Regions from separate parts of the Mus musculus genome. Here all the other regions are linked to region 1. A link is a contact called in public promoter capture Hi-C and targeted proximity ligation data. All regions are on one chromosome and are shown on one strand. The core of a region is the stretch at or near the end of the contact, and the rest is flanking DNA. Distances in the headings are between cores, read along the strand shown. Region 1 holds the start of 1810055G02Rik (RIKEN cDNA 1810055G02 gene). Region 2 holds the start of 9430078G10Rik (transcription initiation factor TFIID subunit 4). Region 3 holds the start of Syt12 (synaptotagmin XII). Region 4 holds the start of Ssh3 (slingshot protein phosphatase 3).

The links. Promoter capture Hi-C pulls out the DNA fragments that hold promoters and counts their contacts.
Region 2: a promoter capture Hi-C map of pre-B cells shows a contact between it and region 1, with 2.5 times the contacts expected there. A contact is called at or near these places in 1 of 39 promoter capture datasets (pre-B cells), 1 of 484 Hi-C or Micro-C datasets (CD4 T cells) and 2 of 130 datasets of targeted methods (large pre-B cells and pancreatic cancer cells).
Region 3: a targeted proximity ligation map of pancreatic cancer cells shows a contact between it and region 1. A contact is called at or near these places in 2 of 130 datasets of targeted methods (bone marrow-derived macrophages and pancreatic cancer cells).
Region 4: a promoter capture Hi-C map of pre-B cells shows a contact between it and region 1, with 2.8 times the contacts expected there. A contact is called at or near these places in 1 of 39 promoter capture datasets (pre-B cells) and 3 of 130 datasets of targeted methods (the NIH/3T3 cell line, bone marrow-derived macrophages and pancreatic cancer cells).

The regions. Positions count from the first base shown.
Region 1 is chr19:3,706,805-3,709,669 of GRCm38.p6, reverse strand. It overlaps 1810055G02Rik (RIKEN cDNA 1810055G02 gene), which reads right to left and starts at 1,377. Exons shown (of 4, transcript NM_028077.3): 1 at 1,234-1,377. It overlaps Gm36608 (predicted gene, 36608), which reads left to right and starts at 1,502. Exons shown (of 3, transcript NR_167751.1): 1 at 1,502-1,609.
Region 2 is chr19:4,394,077-4,397,357 of GRCm38.p6, reverse strand. It overlaps 9430078G10Rik (transcription initiation factor TFIID subunit 4), which reads right to left and starts at 1,474. Exons shown (of 3, transcript XM_030251152.1): 1 at 1,465-1,474; 2 at 1-1,028. The coding sequence starts at 1,474. Kdm2a (lysine (K)-specific demethylase 2A) reads left to right here and starts at 281. Exons shown (of 21, transcript NM_001001984.2): 1 at 281-1,047; 2 at 2,466-2,566. The coding sequence starts at 2,525.
Region 3 is chr19:4,475,382-4,478,576 of GRCm38.p6, reverse strand. Syt12 (synaptotagmin XII) reads left to right here and starts at 1,434. Exons shown (of 8, transcript NM_134164.5): 1 at 1,434-1,642.
Region 4 is chr19:4,267,841-4,270,856 of GRCm38.p6, reverse strand. Ssh3 (slingshot protein phosphatase 3) reads left to right here and starts at 1,624. Exons shown (of 14, transcript NM_198113.3): 1 at 1,624-1,842; 2 at 2,272-2,312; 3 at 2,879-3,016. The coding sequence starts at 1,777. Ankrd13d (ankyrin repeat domain 13 family, member D) reads left to right here. Exons shown (of 15, transcript NM_026720.2): 14 at 1-63; 15 at 308-677. The coding sequence ends at 521.

The DNA.
Region 1 (2,865 bases), core at 128-2,627:
GCACACCCTTTCCACCACAGGGCAATGTCTATACACATAAGACTTTAAGTCTGCATTTCCTGAGCTGTTCCTACTAAAGTTCAGCCAGGTGACTTGTGTGAGTCCCCAAGTGACAACTAACCCTTGAGATGCTGCCCAATTCCTCTAATGTTTGTTTGACAGATTGCACTCCCAATCTTGCCTTGCCTTTAATGCCTTTATGATGTGTGGATTGCTATATACACATCACTAGACCTCAAATTGGTGAGCTTTTTCTCTGACATACACAGATTTCAATTCAAGAAGTCCAGACTCAGCAAAGACCATTAATAATCCCTATCAGCAGGGCCCCCGTCTCTACTCCACGCTAGGGAAGTTACACAATTACAGAACAGAAATTGGGAAAGCTAGTACAGGACAAACCACAGTCACCTACCTAATCCTGACACATCACCTGCTTGGACGTATTATGTACACAGACATTGCCCTGTGATCTAAAGGATGTATCCACGTGGCAGACATTAGCCCACGATCCCAGAACATTAAATATTATCTTAACTGCACCGCTTATCTCCAGGTATCTGAAAGTTCAGGTCTCACTACCAAAATGCCAAAGGTCTGTGTTCTAAACGCTTGCTAAGCCAGTATTTCTGATATTCTGCTGTCCAACAGGCGAGTCTAATTTATAAACGGAAAACCTGTATTTTAAACAGTTTGCTGGTTGACTTATTGAAATTTTAGAGCTGGTTCCTAGGGGTCGGGGTGTAAGTAATACAAGTTTTTAAGAGTTGGACTTCTAAGCTCCAGCCAGACCGTTAAGCGCACAAGCTAGCGGCCACAAGGGGAGGCAGGCAAGTAGACAAATGAGGAGGAAGGAAAAATGTGATGGATTTTCCTCATTGGTAGGTAGAAGAGTTTGGGGTGCAGGCCTCAACTATTTCCGAGACCAACACCTTCTAGGGTACAGCCTGATCCAAGACTCGCCTACTCTCGAATGTCCGTAGAGTGCTCGCAAACTGCCCAGCATCGACTGGCGATCGCCGTCAGCCCACCTCCTCCTCCTCCTCCTGCGCATCCATGCTTCTCTAAGGGCTCGGCCCATTCCTCCCTCCTCCGCCTTGAATCTCCATTCCTCACCGCCTAGCGCACCGGGTCCCCATTCATCCCTCCTCCGCCCCGCACCTCGCTGTCCATCCCCAAGCGGCTCATGGGGCCTTCACGACAGCTCCCTGGACAGCAGTGCGGGTCACTTACCCGGACGCGGCAGGCCCGTGGCCCTCACACCGCAGCGCAGCCACTTCAGCGATTCAGCCCCGCGCGGGGACGTGGACCGCAGCGAAACCCAGTTAGCTCAGCTCACTGGTGCGCGCTGGACCCCACCCGGACTGCCCCGGAAAGACGTCACGAAAGCGGGACCAATAGGCTGTCGCTGGCACGCGCGGCCGCGTGCGGTGGGCGTGGTTTGTTTAGGCCACGCCTGCTTCAGGAGCTGCCTTCCAACTTGGTCCCGCCTTGGCCACGCAGAGCTATTTGGAGCCGATCTAACGGAAGTGAGCGATCCAGGGACTTGTAGGCTATGTCTGTGTCTAGGGCTTTTCCCAGAAGCCGGGGAGAAGAGGGGTCAGATCAGGTGAGCGCAGATGTACTCGGACGATGGCTGGTCTGGACAGGGCAGCTCTAGAAGGCCTCATGAGGTACTTTATGAGGCTCTTCTGACCCGGTTCCTGATCTTTCTTCCCATCGGCTATTCAACTCCTTAAGGCGGTCCAGCCTTGTCCTTGCTCGCAGGCATGGCTTGGCTACTGAGGTTTGCTTTGCACACACTGCACCTGCCAGCTTCTGGCTAAGCATTTCACCTGAAAGGCAATACACTGATTTAATCCTGCAAGAAGATCTCGCTTTTGTTTTCAAGTCCAGAAACAGTCTCACAAAGGGCTTTGGAATTTTACACGTGGCATGACACGTGGGACGAAATGGAAAGCCTGTGAGACTTGCTTTTAATTTTAAAAGATTAGGGTTGGAGAGATGGCTCAGCAGTTAAGAGCACTGATGCTCTTGCAGATGACCCCGCTTGATTCCCAGCATCCACACGGTGGCTCACGACCATCTGAAAGAGCAGTTCCAGGAGATTCCATGCCTTAAGGCCTCCAGTGCACGTACATACATAATATGTATTGGAGTAGGCAAAATTCCCATACATAATGTTTGTATTTTATTTTTGAGTCAGGGTCTCTCTTTGTATCCCTTCTGTACTGGAACTCTGCATAGATCCAATTGTCCTTGAACTCACAGAGATCACTTGCCTCATGACTTCCTGTGCTAGGATTAAAGTCATGGGCCACTGCATCCAGCATACATAATTTTTAAAGAAAGAATTTAACGTAAAGTAGGTTTTGCAAGTCAGTAGGTGAATTCTGCTACTGAATGCCAATTTGTGTAAAACCCTTTTTAGGTCTCCTACCATGCCCATCCAAAGCGATCATCGTTGCCAGTTTTGTTTTGAGACAAGGTTTCACAGTCCAGCCCTGGCTGGTTTGGGGTTTCACAGTCCAGCCCTGGCTGGTTTGGGGTTTCACAGTCCAGCCCTGGCTGGTTTGGGGCTTGCTATGTAGATCATCCTAGCCTTGAACTCACAGAAATCTGTTTGCCTGCTGGGATTAAAAGTATGTGCCACCATGGCTGGCCTATTTCTAGTTTTATAACCTGTCTTGAGTCCTGGGATCAGAAACCAATGGACCCTGCTCTGAGCTCTATTAAGACTATATATAAGCCTTGCTGTGCTGTCATCAGCACAACCTGCTTTCCGCTGTGTGGAATTTGCCCATCAATGGCTTGCTGAAAGCAGCTGGAGGAAGGCACTGGCAGACAAGCTCCTTTTGCTTTGTG
Region 2 (3,281 bases), core at 225-2,724, 690 kb before region 1:
TGACGCGAGGGGGGGAGGGCGGGGAACCGCGTCGGCGTCGCGGGGCGCGGGCGATTCGAGGCCGACGCAATCGGCGCGTGCGCGCTCCGGCGGTGTGTCCGTGGTAGAGGGGGCGGGGTGGGGTGGGGGGAGTGACGCGTGCGCGTTCACGTGTGTCCCGGAGAGCGGTAAGACGCGCAGGGAGGCTCGAAAGAGGTGGGGGTGGAGAGGCGACGGGAGGGAGGGGGTGGTGGTGAAGAGAGGGCGCCTGCGCAGTGAGGCCGGAGGAGCTGTGTGTATGTGAGAATCTGACGGGTTCAAAATGGCGGCGGCTGCTTCAGCGGATCCTCCTGTGTGAGGGAAACAACACCCCTCCCCGGCAGCGGCGGCGGCGGCGGCGGCGGGCCGCAGAGCACCTTTCCAGTTCCCGGGCCCGTCGCGGTTGTTTCCCTCCCGGGCAGTGGGCTCTTCGCGTGGAAGGGCAACGTCAGGGGGCCCATCCCCCGGAGTCCCTCCTCTGCTACTGGGGAGTAGCTGGGGGTGTACGGGGGATCGTCCCGCAGCGCGGAGCCCCGGCTCAGGGGACGACGCAAAGGCAGCCGAAGGCCCCCGGTCAGGGCGCTTCGCTGCTCCCGCCCTCTCCGCCCCCCGGGGCCGGGGCCCGCGTTCCGGGGGGCCGGGCGGCGCGGGGAGCGTCGGCCGGGCGGGTCTCAGCTGATCGGCCGCGGTTCCTGGGCTTCGGTAGCGGCTGTGGCCGGCTGAGGGTACCGAGAGGAGGGTGTTTCCCGCGGCCCGGTTGACCCGGGTCTCGGGCTGGGGCTGCTGACCGCCAGCTTGGGGGAGTAGCCGAGTGGTCTTGCTTCCCTGACGCCTCGGACGCGGAGTCTGTAAAAGCCAGAAGAGGAGGTTTGATTCAGTAACTGTTTCCTCTTTTCCGGGTCGCTCTGACCCTTCTCTGGATACTGGGTTAATACACAGAAATACCGAAGACGACGTTTGGGATTTTATTTTGTCTGTGTTTGGAATTTTACTTCTCTCTTGGACAAGAACTCAAGAACAAAATCCTCGGTGAGATTTCCCCTCCCCCCTCCCCCGCCCTGGGAAGTTTGGTTCCCGGTCTTATCTAAAGACTTAATGTAAAGTTTTTATTTCTTTGCAAGGGGTGAGCCACAGAACGCCTTTTCCCTAGGGGAGCAGTCGAGGTTTACCGCTTTGCTGTCCGGCCCTGGGGTGCAGACTGTGTCCCTCGCGACCGAGGCCGAGGAGGGCAGTGCCACGAACTGCTCTCGCAAACTATGTCATCGGGTCCTCTGAAAGGATTTTGTTAACGTGGCCGTATTATATTTACAAGAGAGAAAAAAAACATTTGTATATCCAATTAGAAGCCATTATTCTGGAGAAAGATATTTAGAAAAACGAAAACCCTTGCTTGGTGTTGTGGATTGATTGACGTGCCAACCGGCCTTTATTTAATGGATGTTTCACCCGTATCCATATATCGAGACGTTTCATTTATTATTTACTCATCTAGATTAGATGGTATTTTTGCCTCCGTTTGCAACTCTCAAATTTGTTCTGTAGTTGTCCACCTTGAGGTGGATGGTAGTTTGGGGAAGGCAGTTCCTTACTAGAAGGATATGGGACATTGGTTTGAAGTCTTTCTGTAAAACCAAATTTTTCTTGCCCTCTTTTTTTTTTTTTTTAATGAAAGTAACCTCCCCGTTTTGCTTATAATTTGTTATTACCTGTTTGAGAACTCACTGGTTTAGGGTCTGGCTTAGTTTTGTGTGTACTTCACCTTCACCTGGCCATTCAGCACTTTAGAAATAAAAGTCCTTCCTGGGTTTGGTGCTGCACACCTTTGCCAGCACTGGGCAAGCAGAGGCAGTCGGGTCTCTTGTAAGTTGGAGGCAAGCCTGGTTGGTCTATGTTGTAGTTCCAAGACCACCAGGGCTATGTAGAGAGATCCTGTCTCAAAACAACAAAACTTAAACACACACACACACCAGCAAACATACAGAAGAAGAGAAGTAAAAGTCCTGAGCCTTTTCACCTGCATTATATCTGTGTAAGGGTCCCTTAGAACTGGAATCAGACAGTGACCTGCCATGTGGTTGTTGAGAATTGAACTCGGATCCTCTTGAAAAGCAGCAGTGCTGTTAAGCACTGAGCCATGTCTCCAGTCCCCTCTATCTATCTATCTCTTTATCTATCTATTGCTAATGTTAGCAGGAAGAATTTTGCTAGTTGCAATCCCATGAGCAGAAACAAATGATGTGGCTGGTCCTAAGGAACTGAAACCAAAGTCTCCTTTTGCTTAGGTCTTATTTTATAGTTGTGATGTGATTAATATTGACAAGACATGGCACCATTTGCCCAAGAGGATAAAGGATTCTCAGAGTCTTTAACTTAATGAGAAGGGGAGGTATAAGTTCCATAATGAGTTCTTATTTCTCTTCATTTCCTTTGTAAATTTGGATCCTTAGGAAGAGGAAGGCATCCCTGGAGTGGTTTCTTTACTGTACTTCCATCAGAAGAGTGAGAGATGGAACCTGAAGAAGAAAGGATTCGGTACAGCCAGAGATTGGTTAGTATTTTCAATTCCCTCCTTTTGGAAAAAATTATTTTAGATGGCTTTTCTGTGTACCAGAGGAGGGGTGAAAATATATTGATATCTCACTTGGTTTTTTTTTTGGTTTTGTTTTTTGGGGTGTTTTTTTTTTTTTTTTTTTGGTCAGGTAGTTAGAACCTTAATTTATAGTGTTTGGCAGTGGAGTTAAAGTCTTAAGTTTTAGAGAAATCATTGCAGTTCTGAAAATCAAAGGATTTTGTGGATTGTAATGAGACAAAGATTCCTAACTTTGCAATAGTGGCATTGTAGTAAATCTAATTAAGTTATATTAAAATGTAAATTTTAAGAACAAACCAAGGAAGGATAGTTAACATTTTGGTAAGTTTGGAACATTGCTATGACTGATTTGAGGACAGTACTATATGCTAATAAAGGTCTTTGTCTTTAATATTTTGGAAGGAATTTATGAGACATGCTACTGAAAGAAAACTTTATAGTTTAAACATTAGCTCATACATGGGTTTGAATACTTTTAGTTCTGTTATTCTTTCAAGGTTGCTCTATTGGTGTTTAATGGTTTGTTTGTTTTGTTTTGTTTTGTTTTCTCCTTAGTCAGACCTTTATTAGTATTATTTACTACATATTCATTTTGAATATTCAAATTTGTATTTGTAAAGTAGGATAGGAGAGACACAGAATTGTATGTAGTATGTGAATTCTAGATCTAGAA
Region 3 (3,195 bases), core at 185-2,684, 770 kb before region 1:
ATAAATCTTTAAAAAAAAAAAAAAAAGCGTGTGCCACCGCTGCCCAGGAAGCACTCTTAAAAAAAAAAAAAAAAAATTAAAAACGAAAATGGGTTCAGTCTTGCCAAAGCTATAAGTAGCCTTGAAGGTTAGTTAAATGGGAAATGGCACCAAATGTCCATGGTCCAATCCCTAGCTCCAAGACAGAACTCACTTCTTTTTCAGGTCCAGAAAATGATGGTGCCCCCTATAGGTGAGGGTGAAGTTGCAACCTCCCTTTGGTTTTCTGGACCAAGCTTGTCTGTCTGCTCTCCACACTACTCTCAGACAACCCAGCCTTTTGGTATTGGCTCTCCATGAGATTGTCAACTTCTCTCCCAGACTCCAGATCCTCCTGGAGGCCTAGTCAGGTGTCTTCCCAGCTCGCTGTTCTGGTCACTGTGTCCAGAACAGGTGCCCCGCCGCCCCCTCCTGAAGGGCAACACCCAGCCTCTCCTAATACCCGACTTATCTTCCTGCCAGACTGCGCGGGCAGGGAGGGGACCTGTCCCTTGTTCCCGGAAGATCGCCCACGCCTGGCACTGTGCCGAGAGCCTGGGTGAGAGCGTCATAAATATCTCCTGAATGATTCATTCATTCCTTGGAAGAGAAAGTATGACCCTTAAGAGGTTAAAAAAGAAAGTCAGGTGTGGTGGCACATGCCTTTAGTCCCAGCAATTGGGAGACAGAGGCTGATATCTCTGTGAGTTCGAGCAAGGCCAGCCTGATCTACTTAGTGATTTCCAGGACAGCTAGGGCTATAAAGTGATTCATTCTCCCATTCTCCCTCTCTCTCTCTCTAAAAAAAAAAAAAAAAAAAAAAAAAAAAAAAAAAAAAAAAAGACTTTGAAGTCATTTGGCCTTCATATCCACCCTGGGCCTTATCTCAAAAAAAATAAATAAATAAATGGAGTGGCCGCCGATGAGGTCATTGCAGAGATTACAAAAGATGATGTCGGTAAGTGACCTGGACTGGTATAGCGTACAATCACAACTCAATCATGGAAGGAAATATCAGCCATTCAGAGAAGGGAATACTGCTGGCTGCGCTGCTCGCTGGTCTGATTTTGTGAGTGTGTGTGTGTGTGTGTGACTCTCTTGAGTCCGTTTTACAGATAAAGAAACTGAGGCCTAGAAGGAGAACAACATAAAGGGAGTGGGGTGCGCCCCTGGTGAGCACAGGGTTCCCTACCCAACACATCCACAAGCCTGCGATCCCAGGGTCCAACTTGGCTGCCCCCCCCCCCCCCAGGACCCTCACGCGCTTGGGGATCTCCGACTAGATCCTCGCAGCGCTGCTCTGCTCCTTGGAGTAGAGAGAGCGCTCGGGGTTGTCACTTTAAATTCAAGAAGGAGCAGGCGAGCGGGCGGGCGAGCGCGAGGGAGCGCGCGGCGGGCTCCTGGGAGCGTGCCCGGACTGCGGCGCTGCTCCATTCGGCCGCCGGGCCCCGCGGAGCCCCCATCGGTGAGGCGAGGCTCCAGCAGGAGACGAGCGCCCCGCTACACTGCAGGGGTGGCGTAGCAGCGGGCGGCCGAGCGCCTGTGAGAGCCAACTGCGGGAGGCCAGCGTGGGAGCAGAGATAGAACCAGGAGTCGGACCCGCGTCCCCTCCGCGGAACCCCGGGTGAGTAGGCACCCTGGCCCCCACACAGAGCGCGGCAGGCACAAGCGCCCTGGGCATGGACGGGCGGACGCACTCAGTCCCTCTTCTTAAGCCCGAAACCCGGGGCCCCTCACACTCCGTACGTCTGCACCCCCGCGCTGCGCTGGCACACCAACGCGGGGCACAGAGCACGCCCGGCGCCCTTCCCCGGCCCAGCCACTCCGCGCACTGCGCATCGCCTGGCGCCAGCTCGCCCGGCCCCCATGTGCACACACGCGGTTCACCCGGCTGTTTACACACCTCCCCTGAGCTCGCACACCGCACACACCCCTCACCTTCACACTCAACACCTTGGCTGTCCTAACTGCCCCTGACCTTACATCCCGTTGGGGGTCCCTGGCCAGTGCCCCCTCCCAAAATTCCAGTGTGGTGTGAGGGTATGAGGATCTGCATCGTAGGGGGCGCGTCGCATCTCTTCTCCAGGAGGCCTACGGGAAGAACCTAAGGGTTCCTTGAGCTTCACTCGAAGCTGTGTATAGACGGGAGCTGAACATGGGGGCAGTAAACGGCATTGTAGGTGAAGGAGCCCTGAGCCTTTCTCTTTGGTGGGCATGGTGCTGCTAAAAGACTGTCTCGCCTTACAGTTGATGGGGACAAATCCGTTGAGAAGAACCTGGGAAACAAGCACCTGAGCTGTTTAGCCAGGGTGCAGAGTTTGCAGAGCCTCAGAAGTAGTCCTTATTAGAAACTAAGAAAGGCAAGGGAAGGAAACCCACCTAGGTGTTAACAATGCACCCAGTAAGGCCAGGACAATTACAATTATACACTCACCTCACCCCACCCCACCCCCAATCCCAACCCCAACCCCCATTTCCAGTCCTCTCTGAGCAATGTGAAATCTTTCTCAAGCAGCCCAGAAGAGTGGGACCTCCCAGCCTGGGGTCCAAACCTGGCTTCATCCTACTAAGTGCTTGCTAGTGACTTGGATGGGGCAAGTCACTTTTCACACCTTGAAGGGCTGGAGTCTCAGCTGCTAGGCCACCCCTCCCTACATTTCCAGGGCTGACAGGGAACCCTGGACTCTCTGGGGGCATTTCCTGAGCACAAGGCAAGTCCCCCCTGATACTATGCTGGCACATAGTAGGTGCCCAGTGTCAGCTGTCACCCACCCCCAGCCAGTCTGCACTGTGGTTCCTGCGGGTGTCTGGGGGATGGCACCAGGATGTGGTTATCCATCCGGAAAGTGTTGTGGGGGAGAGATGCTCTTACTCACTTGCAAAGCTTTGTCAAGCCTAAAGGTCCCTGAAGAAACTCACAGCCTAGAAGACAGAAGCTCCCCCGAAAGCTCTTCCCCATCCTTATTACCTGCCGATGCCAAGGTAGAGATAAAGGGAGTCACCACCTTGCTGGGCATGCAGGGACACTGAGCAAGAAACAGCGGGTAAAGTGCAGAGAAGGGACTTGGCTCAGGGTCCCTGGTTCTACACACAGAATTCCTTGAAAGGCATTTCTCTGACAAGCTCAGGAGGTGCGGGAGCCTCTGCCATGGTCCGATTCCAGCACAATGCTTCCAA
Region 4 (3,016 bases), core at 375-2,874, 560 kb before region 1:
ACGGCCTGGCATTCACCCTCCTCCCCGAGTCACAGTGTTTGAAGAGCAGCTTCAGTTGGAGCAGTGAGTCCCTCAGGAACTGTGTGTGGGTCCCTGGCTGCTGGTGATGGGTGGGAAGCCAGGGAGTTCTGATCCAAGGGCTCCATGCCTTCACATGGCAAAATGCTGCTTACCGTGGGGAGCATGAAGAGCCAAAAGAGGGCCTGCTTGTCTCTGTCCCTGACACCTTGTTCTCAAAATTGCATGGGCTTGGCTCCTCCCCAAGCCTTCTCACTGGTCTGCTCTCCCCTCAACCCTTACCCTGAAGGGCCCTGCAGGAAAGCCTACAGCTGTCCACAGAGTCCAGGGGTCCAGAATCTCCTCAGAAGACACCTCCATCCCCTGCACCCCCAAGCTTTGAGGAGCAGCTTCGCCTGGCCCTGGAGTTGTCTTCAAGGGAACAGGAGGAGTTGGAGCGACGGGGTCAGCAGGAAGAAGACGACTTACAGCGGATCCTGCAGCTGTCACTCACAGAGCACTGAGTTGCCTGGCCTTGGGACGGCTCCCCAGGGCCATGCCTTCTGCCTGGTTTTGTAATTTATTTATTTATAAACTGTCTGCTGCTGAGCTTGGGACCTGGGCACTGAAGATAGGCTAGCAGTGAGACTGAGGTGGAAATAAAGAGACCATCAGCAGTAGGCTTGCTGTCCTGCGTGGTCTGGAACCAAGGGGACACTGGATGGGGTTACTGATGGGTAGTCCTCGCTGGAGCTGGCACTGAGCAGCTTTGGAGCCTCCATTTCTACAGCTAGAAAATAAGACCACTTCTCACGGGGCAGGAGTTCCTGGAGATTCTGAAATTTCCCTGGATGCTACCCCAACCCCAGGTTCTGCCTGCCACCCAGCCTGATGGTCCATACTCCCGCTGGGCTGGGTCTTCCTATTCTACCTACTGGGGGAAGCTCCCACCTCATCCCCAAAACTCAGGCACAGGTTCCCCCTGTTTCAAGTATTTTCTACCAGAATGAACCTTTAAGCAAGTCACTCTCTGGGGAAGGGGCTCAGCCCTGTCCTAGTCACCCCTAGGGTGGACCTGAAATGCGTACAGGTATTGGGGACTATTGCAAAAATTCCAAAAAGGCCTTCTGTTCTCCCAGATCTTCTCAAGAGTAGAGGAATGACAGCCAAGCAGAAAAGAGAGCAAGTTTGGAATGGGGTGGTAGATTTAAGACCCATTGCCTCCCAGGTATGGTGGCGCATGCCTCTAATTCTAGTGCTTGGGAGGCAGAGGCAGGTGGATCTCTGGGTTTTAGGCGACTTGCTCTATATAATGAGTTTCAGGTCTGTCAGCTACATAGTGAGACCCTGTCTCAAAAACAAAACTGTTGCCCTTGCTCCTTCCTTTCCAAGAAACCATAGCATAAACCAAACAGTGGGGGTCCAAGTCTTACTGGGTGCAGCAAGAAGGGTTGAAAGCCTTCTGTGGGCAAAGCGACCAAAGCAGGGAAAGTGAGGTCTGGGCTCACCTGCGCCACGCCCTTGACCACGCCTCTAGCGCGGTCGGGGCGGGGCAAGCTGAACCGAGACCGCAGGGGCGGGGCCGCTGTCGCTCGGTACCAGCTCTACGCGACCAGACTGGTCATGAGTCGGGCCCTTTAAGGGCCGCTCCCGAGGAGGTGCCAGGCCCTGGTGGCTCCAATCTCTTCTTCCTGGTTGTGCGAAGGCAGGGACTGACCGTAAGGCTGAGGGAGGGGTCGTGCCGGGTGTTCGCCCAGGTGTTCCGGGCCTGCCTACCTTATGGCGCTGGTCACAGTGAGTCGCTCGCCGCCGGCAAGTGGCCACTCCACGCCTGTGGGACCCACGGTGAGTTTAGCTTGGTTTTACGCTCTTACAGTTGGCTGCCAAGGTAGGCCTTAGGGAGCAAGTCCTGCCCCTAGCAGACGGCTGGGAGTAGGCGGAGGGGGACCTTGAGTCTCACGTTTTAAGGCACTTGGGAGGCCCTGAGGCTCCCAGGAGCTCGACGTAGGTAGATGCGGAATCCTGAGAACCGCCCGGGTCTGTTGAAGCCCAGATCTGCCCAAATACCTCCCACACTCTGCAACCCCCTATCCTTGCAGCACTGCTGTACCTGGACTTAGGCCGGGTTTCTCTGGGGCCTGTTGGAGGGGAGCGGCTTCAGAGGAAAGAGATTTCTTTTCCACCTAGCGCTCCCTTGTAGGAAGAGGAGAGGCTTTTGGGTGCTTCCTGTCCTGGAAGCTGCTCTCTTACTCTATTCCCGGGCTGCTTTCTCAGCAGGACCGAGTGGTAAGACGCAGAGGCCGGCTCCAGCGCAGGTGAGTTCTGTCTGACAAATGCTTCCTTATAGCCTGTGGCCTAGCTGCTGCCATTGTGGACTCCTGATGTCTTGCTTGGACCAAGGACTCACTTAAGTATTGTCAGATAAACTCATGCTTAGGTGGGAGGCAGATGCTGTGGGTGGAGCTGGCAAACATCACATCTCTGGCTTGTGGAAGAACCAGCATGGTTAACTTAGCCCTGGCCAGTAGATGCTTTCACACATTACCTGGACCTTGGCTCGCCCAGTAATCCCAGGACCAAGGGCAGGATGGGACCTGAAGGAGTATAAGTGCTTAAACAAGTTTATAGCATCTGAGTCCACCCCGAAAAGGAACACATTCCAAAGGTGCAAAACAAGGTGAGGAGGAGCCTGAGAGCCCAAGGCTGGCTCTAGGTGCCTACCGCTATCAGGGTCCTGGTTACAAAAGTGCAAACTGTGCCTCACTCCGGCCCATCTGACTCTGGAGAGCGGGCCAGCAGCCCACTTCCGCCAGCCAGGGGACTCAGCCTCCCTAAAGTTTGAAAACCTATGACCTGAACCATGTCCCCATCGCTCTGCCAGGCAGAGTTTTGCGGTGCTCCGAGGGGCTGTCCTGGGACTTCAGGATGGAGGGGACAGTAATGTTGCATCTGAGGCTGACTCTGAGCCAATGGAGGAACCCTCAGGTGAGGAACAGCCCACCGAGGACCAGACTGACAA